Linked DNA regions of Mus musculus: region 2 is linked to region 1. A link is a contact called in public targeted proximity ligation data. All regions are on one chromosome and are shown on one strand. The core of a region is the stretch at or near the end of the contact, and the rest is flanking DNA. Distances in the headings are between cores, read along the strand shown. Region 1 holds the start of Pycrl (pyrroline-5-carboxylate reductase-like). Region 2 overlaps Plec (plectin).

Region 1 (3,398 bases), core at 329-2,828:
GCCTTCCCAGCACCCATCTCCACCTTTAAACCTCACCCTCTGATGAGCATCCACCAAGCAGGCCAGGACATTAAGGAAGGAATTAAGGATGTAGCTCCCAGCCCCCAGGAAGAGCTGATCTGAGTCTATCAGAACTTGCCAGACACTCAGTTGTCCAGTGACCACCAGTCAGTGTTAAACGTGTCATTATGTCAAGAAATGCACCCTGTCCTAAGAATCAGAGTGCCTTGATCACTCTGGCCAGACAGCTGCATACACTTTCCGACAGACTTGAGGCCAAGTCTCAGCCTTGAACATTTCTGGGTGCCGCCCAGAATACACAAGTTCTTTACACTCATGTCCCTCACCCCATAGAATGGATTTTTGTCTCCATATTGAGGATTCTGCAGGTTCCCTGTTGCTACCTGAGACAGTTAATGTCTAAGAAGGAAAAGCCTTATTTAGCTGTAGTTTTTAGCTCCTGGTTTTACAGGTGTCCATCTAATGTCAGGCAGACTTAGTGCTTGTAGGCTTCAGGTGGGGTCTGGGGAAAGATTAGGAAATTATAACTCTTCACCTCGCACAGTGAGAGAGAGGGAAGGACTGGCCATCACATCCCAATTGTGGCAAGCAGGAGATGACCATCTTTACTGTGGGACCTCACAGTCCAAAGACAGCATGCACTGCCCTTCTAAGTGCTGTGTTCTAGTTTGCCTAATTATGCACATTCAAAACAAGACAGCAACAAACCACCTGTATGCTGGTGGTTGTTTGAATTGGTAATTTGGATGAGACGAAGGCTGGGATCCTGATCATTTTATTTATTTATTTATTTAGTTAGTTAGTTAGTTAGTTAGTTAGACAGGGATTCTCTCTGTGGCCTTGACTGTTCTGGAATTTGCTTTGTAGACCAGGCTGGCCTCAAACTTGAGCTCCACCTGCCTGGGACTGAGACCAAAGGTGTGTGCCACCACAGCCAGGCTTCTGATTGCTCATGAAAACCTGCCTTTTTTTCTGTTTTGGGCTTCTTGATTTGCTTGCTTTTTCTTTCCTCTGCTCTCACTTTAGCTAAATGACTATACATATAGCCAGCTAAGTGACTAAATGTCACTATATGTGGAATTCAATACAGATAACTATTTTGGTGAGACACTAAAGCACTCAAAAGTTTTTTTTAAATTAAAAAATAAGTGCTGTGTATTAGTGACTGATGGTTAGTGCTGCTTTTAATGTAGAGAACCAGAACCCACTCCGAGGACTGAACCCAAGGCACCCAAGCTAGGCAAGAGCTTGGAGTACCTACCTTACACCCCAGGCCCATCCTGGAGTGGTTCAAGCGTTTTTTGGTTTTTGTTTTTTTTGTTTTTCTCCCCCTCTAAATCTCTCTGTAAGGGTTTTGGAGAGACTCTAGCTAGCTTCAGGCTTCTCAGGAGGAATTAGACAGCCTGCTTAGGACTAGCTCCCCTTCCTTTCTCTTCTTTCCCCTCAGCAAAATCACTGACCAATGGTTTACCAAAGCTTGGGGGAAATCCCGCCTCAAGCGTCAAAATCCAAGTGTCTGCGCCCGCCCCGCCCCGCCCCGCCCCGCCCCTCTGTCCTCCCAAACCCGCCCAGTCGCTTCTGTCGGTCAAAGCAGTTCTAGTGGGCGGGACCCGCTGCCGCAAGGACGAGAGAAGGCCAGCTCAGAGCAGGATGGCGGCGACAATGTCTGAACCTCGGCGTGTGGGCTTCGTGGGTGCAGGCCGCATGGCGGAGGCCATTGCCCGAGGCCTCATCCAAGCAGGTGGGAGGCGAGGCCTGGCTGGGGGAGCTTTCGTTCTAATGGGAGGAGTTCGTAAGCCTTGGCGGGAGGGGCGCACGTGGTACACCAAGGGCCAGTAGGGTGAATTCGCTGGTTTCCTGGGTGAGAATCATACATCAGGACTCTATTAAGGCCTCCAGGATCGCTGGATGAGTCCGCAGTCCCTTCCCAGGCCGGTGAGTGGGCATGTTAGGCGAGGTGTGGGGGAAAAAAACCAAAAAAAACCAGTTCATTTATTTAACATTGATTGTATTGGTGAATATTCCTTTAAATGTATTGCATTAAAGAATATTACGATTGACTTCACGTGTGACTTCTTTGTAGTGGAGTTTGCTTGTTTCTTTTCTTTTCTCTTCTTCTCTTCTCTTCTCTTCTCTTCTTTTCTTTTCTTTTCTTTTCTTTTCTTTTCTTTTCTTTTCTTTTCTTTTCTTTTCTTTTCTTTTCTTTTCGAGACAGGGTTCATTTGGCCTGGAACTCCCAGGTAGACCAGGCTGATCCTGAACTCAGGGATCCACCTTTTTCTGCCTCCCAGAGTGTTGGAATTAAAAGTGTGAGCCACTCGCTGACTCGCTTTTAACTTTTTATCTCCTTAATGTGGCTGCGAGTTTCTAGTTCCATATGTGGCTCAAATCGTGCCTTAGATTGAACCGACTTAATGCCAAGTTAAATGTCTGACGTCCTGGCCTCTTCCTCCTCAGCCTCTGGCTTAACCAAAGGCTACCCATTCCTCAGCCCCCACTCTCAGAGGTGGGCAGCTGTGAGGACACTCGGGAGGAAGAGGATTGGCCCTGTGCTCTGAAGAGTGCCTGCTATCGCTGGTTTGTCATTTCTTTATGGCAACAATACCTTGAATTTGAAGACTGACGTTTCTCCACCAGTTCCAAATGTCTGCTACCTGGAGCTTGAGGGGTATGGTGGGGAGAGAGGCAAACTCTTCCGGGCTGAGGACTGCTGGTGTATATAACTGATGTTTTACTGGCCCAGCACGGCTGTACAGTATTTAGAAAACTTTATGAACAGATTGCGGGTAGAGGAAGTTGGTGACCTTTGGCTCTCTGCTTTCAGTTGTATTTCAAAGTCCAGAGGCCCATGATCATGGGAGGAGGGCTTCCTACAAGCCTTAGCAGTTTACACGTCGAACCTGGCAGTTCACCTGCCTCTTGCTGCTACACACACTGTCACTGACATCATTAGCTCCCTGGGGAAGGTTTTAGCATGCACTTCTGTCTGGCCCAGGCTTTCTACCCCTATATCCTCCAAAACCAGGTGGTGTCCACCAGAGGGGCCACTTCGTTTCCCCAGGACACACCAGCTCACTTGCCTGTTAGGTCTTTATCAGACTGGCTTTGTTTGTTTTTGTTTTAAGACAAGGTTTCTCTATGCAACCCCCTGGCTGTCCTAGAACTCACTCTGTAGACCAGGCTGGCCTGGAACTCAGATTCACCTGTCTCTTCCTAGATGCTGGGATTAAAGTCATATACCACCATCACCAGGCTAAGATCAGCTTTTTTAAAAATTATATGTTTGAGTGTTTTATCTGTTTAGGCACTGTGTGTGTGTCTATGTGTGTGCTTGCATGCTTACACACTCCGTGTCTTCAGAAGCCAGAAGAGGGCAC
Region 2 (3,398 bases), core at 405-2,904, 270 kb before region 1:
CTTCCGGCCTGGTCATGCCCACACAGATCCTCAGAAGAAGCCTGATGGGCAGGGAGACTATAGGAGCCCAAGCTGATGCTGTCTAACCTGTGCCCTGCTCCTGTGCTGATGCCCACCATAGGCTCTGTGGGCCCCCGTTGCTGGGTGTGGTAGTGCGTGCCTTTAACCCTAGTGCTCCAGAGGCAGACACAGAGGCAGGTGGTTCAGTGAGTCTAGTCTACACAGGAGTTATAGTCAGCCAGGGTTACAAAGAAGACCCTGCCTCAAAACCACAACAACCCCCCAACCCAAAACAAAAATCAACTCCCTCAGGGCAGGATTGGAGATGTTAGGGAAGTAAGAGGGTATGGGCTCTGTTTGCTAGGATGTACGAAGGAACGTTTATGTAGCCCTGCTCAGTGGGTGTCTCTGTTATCATCCCAACTTGTCCACAGGCCCATGCTCATAGATATGAATAAAGTGTATCGACAGACCAACCTGGAGAACCTAGACCAGGCATTCTCGGTGGCAGAGCGGGACCTGGGAGTTACACGGCTCCTGGACCCAGAAGGTACGATCCGCTGGCTTTCCCCATCTTCACCCTTGCTGCCTGGACCCCACTGAGCCAACCTCTCCCTGCAGATGTGGACGTCCCTCAGCCTGATGAAAAGTCCATCATCACCTATGTTTCATCCCTGTACGATGCTATGCCCCGCGTGCCTGGTGCACAGGACGGAGTGAGGGCCAATGTAAGTGGGTGGACGGGTGCCCTTGACGGGTGTCCCTGACTGACGGTGCATAGTGTACTAGATCCCGAGACCCTGAAGGTTGCTCACTCAGGCCTTTGCTCCTAGGAGCTGCAGCTTCGTTGGCAGGAGTACCGGGAGCTTGTGTTGCTGCTGCTGCAATGGATCCGGCACCACACCGCTGCTTTTGAGGAGCGCAAGTTCCCCTCCAGCTTTGAAGAGATTGAGGTAGGCCTGCCTACTTGGGCTGGCATCCTTGGATTGTCTTGGTGTAGCTGCTGACACCCCTTGCCTCTACAGATCCTATGGTGCCAGTTTTTGAAGTTCAAGGAGACAGAACTTCCTGCCAAGGAGGCAGACAAAAACCGGTCCAAAGTTATCTACCAGTCTTTGGAGGTAAAGTGAGGTGCTTCTAAGGGGAGTGAGTGGGGTGTCTTCTGGTTTGGGGACAGCTGGGGGGTATGAGGGTCATGTATTCCCTAGGTAGATAAATCGAGACGTCTGAGCCCCAGAATTCAATGCCTCTGTAGTATGGCTTGCTCTTGCCTATCCCTAGTGCTTAGGAGCCAAAGTTATGCCAGGTTGTGGAGAAGCTGAGGGGCACAGCATCCAGGATTCCCTGTGTCCAGTTTAGGCCTGAGCTTGCCCCTCTTCACAGGGGGCAGTACAAGCGGGCCAGCTCAAGATTCCCCCTGGCTACCACCCACTAGATGTGGAGAAGGAGTGGGGCAAGCTGCATGTGGCCATCCTGGAGCGGGAGAAGCAACTGCGAAGCGAGTTTGAGAGGTGGGCCATGTGGAGGGTGGCAGGCGGTGCGGGAGACAGCGGGCGGGTGGGGCCCTGTGGTGGCAGGGGAACCACCCTAGGGTGAGTCACTGCCTGAGGAGGAAACCCCCCCACACCCGACCAAGCTTCGGTGTTTGGGGCCAGCGGGACAGTACGCCCGAGGCAGGCTGAGAGGCCAGAGCAGAGGGGAGCTCCTCTGACGCTGCAGTGTGGGGGGCCCCTGAGTGACTCCCTGTGGGGCTCTGCCGTGATCTGGTCCATAGGCTGGAGTGTCTTCAGCGCATTGTGAGCAAGCTACAGATGGAGGCTGGGCTGTGTGAGGAGCAGCTGAACCAGGCGGACGCCCTACTGCAGTCGGTGAGGGAGAGAAGAGAGGCGGGGCAAGGGGTAGGGTGGGCACCCCTCCAGGCCTGAGGGAGGTAGGAGGAGCATCGGGCTGCTTACTCTGCAGCCAGGGTTGTGGCCTGCTGGGCTACAGGCCCAGGGTGTGGCACTAGGGCGGGAAAACCGGGCCCTTTTGGTCTGCTGCCAACCCTGACCTCCTTTTGTGAGCAGAACTGGCCTCTGGCCACCAGGCAGGACTGTCTGCCTCCCTGCTTCATTCCAGCGTGGCCCTCATCCCCTCCTTCCTCAGAGAGTAGGGAGTAGGGAGACCCCAGCCTCATGGCTAGATGAGGGCTTTGGGGTCCATAAGGCACAGGGCTGTGTGAGCCTGGGTGGGAGAAGTTATGTGGTAGGTGATGGAGCTTGAGGCACAGAGTCTCCTGTGAACAAAGCTGGGACAGTCTCTGTCCTTGGACCTAGTGGGAATCTTTTGAACAGGATCCTGAGTCCCGGGAGAACTGATACAGATTAGTCTAGAAGCGTGCTAGGAAGATGTGTGGGCTCACTGGGAGGGAAAGGAGTGAATGAGAATCCAAGGCTGTGAGCCACACGGGACCTTGATTTTTAGGCTGGGGGAAGGGGTGAAGGGGCAGCGTTGGTTGAGAACCCTAGGCAGTGAGTAGGAGAGTTAGCCAGGCCAAGTCACTCAGGACGGTCTTGCAGGATATTCGGCTGCTGGCCTCAGGCAAGGTGGCTCAGCGAGCTGGGGAAGTCGAGAGAGACCTGGACAAGGCTGATGGTATGATCCGGCTGTTGTTCAATGATGTGCAGACCCTTAAAGATGGGCGGCATCCACAGGGTGAACAGATGTACCGGAGGTATGTACCTTACCTGGGAAGGCTGGGTTAGGAGGTCTGAGACCCGCCTGACCTCCCAACTCCTGTGCTTCCTCAGGGTGTATCGTCTGCATGAGCGCCTGGTAGCCATCCGCACTGAGTACAACCTCCGGCTGAAGGCAGGAGTGGGTGCCCCTGTGACCCAGGTGACCCTGCAGAGTACACAGAGGCGCCCAGAGCTAGAGGACTCCACACTGCGCTACCTGCAAGACCTGCTGGCCTGGGTAGAGGAGAACCAGCGTCGAATAGACAGTGCTGAGTGGGGCGTGGACTTGCCCAGTGTGGAGGCCCAGCTGGGCAGCCACCGAGGCATGCATCAGTCTATAGAGGAATTTCGGGCCAAGATCGAGCGGGCTCGGAATGATGAGGTAAGCGGTATGCCTGAGGGAGGCAGTGGCTGTGCGCTAGGCCCAGGCCACTGCAGACCTGACTACCCACTGATCTCTCCTGCAGAGCCAGCTCTCCCCTGCCACCCGGGGTGCCTACCGGGACTGCCTAGGTCGCCTAGACCTGCAGTATGCAAAGCTGCTGGTGAGTGGGGACTGCAAGCGGCTAGGAGGGGCTGGGAGGGGTAGGCAGCCGCAGTCACTGACTAATTCTTTCCTCCTTAAAGAACTCCTCCAAGGCCCGCCTCCGGTCCCTGGAGAGCTTGCACGGGTTTGTGGCG

The links.
Region 2: a contact with region 1 is called in a targeted proximity ligation map of pancreatic cancer cells. A contact is called at or near these places in 3 of 39 promoter capture datasets (the C10 cell line, embryonic stem cells and pre-B cells), 3 of 484 Hi-C or Micro-C datasets (B cells, CD4 T cells and embryonic stem cells), 10 of 130 datasets of targeted methods (the 230-238 cell line, the SCID.adh cell line, astrocytes and 6 more) and 4 of 9 other capture datasets (adipose tissue, liver, macrophages and 1 more).

What each region holds. Positions count from the first base shown.
Region 1 is chr15:75,919,740-75,923,137 of GRCm38.p6, reverse strand. It overlaps Pycrl (pyrroline-5-carboxylate reductase-like), which reads left to right and starts at 1,578. Exons shown (of 6, transcript NM_025412.2): 1 at 1,578-1,762. The coding sequence starts at 1,672.
Region 2 is chr15:76,188,572-76,191,969 of GRCm38.p6, reverse strand. Plec (plectin) reads left to right here. Exons shown (of 33, transcript NM_001163540.1): 8 at 435-550; 9 at 622-728; 10 at 834-953; 11 at 1,026-1,121; 12 at 1,384-1,511; 13 at 1,775-1,868; 14 at 2,559-2,713; 15 at 2,790-3,099; 16 at 3,185-3,262; 17 at 3,345-3,398. Among named protein-coding and RNA genes, the nearest start is that of Plec, 16 kb to the left of the region's middle.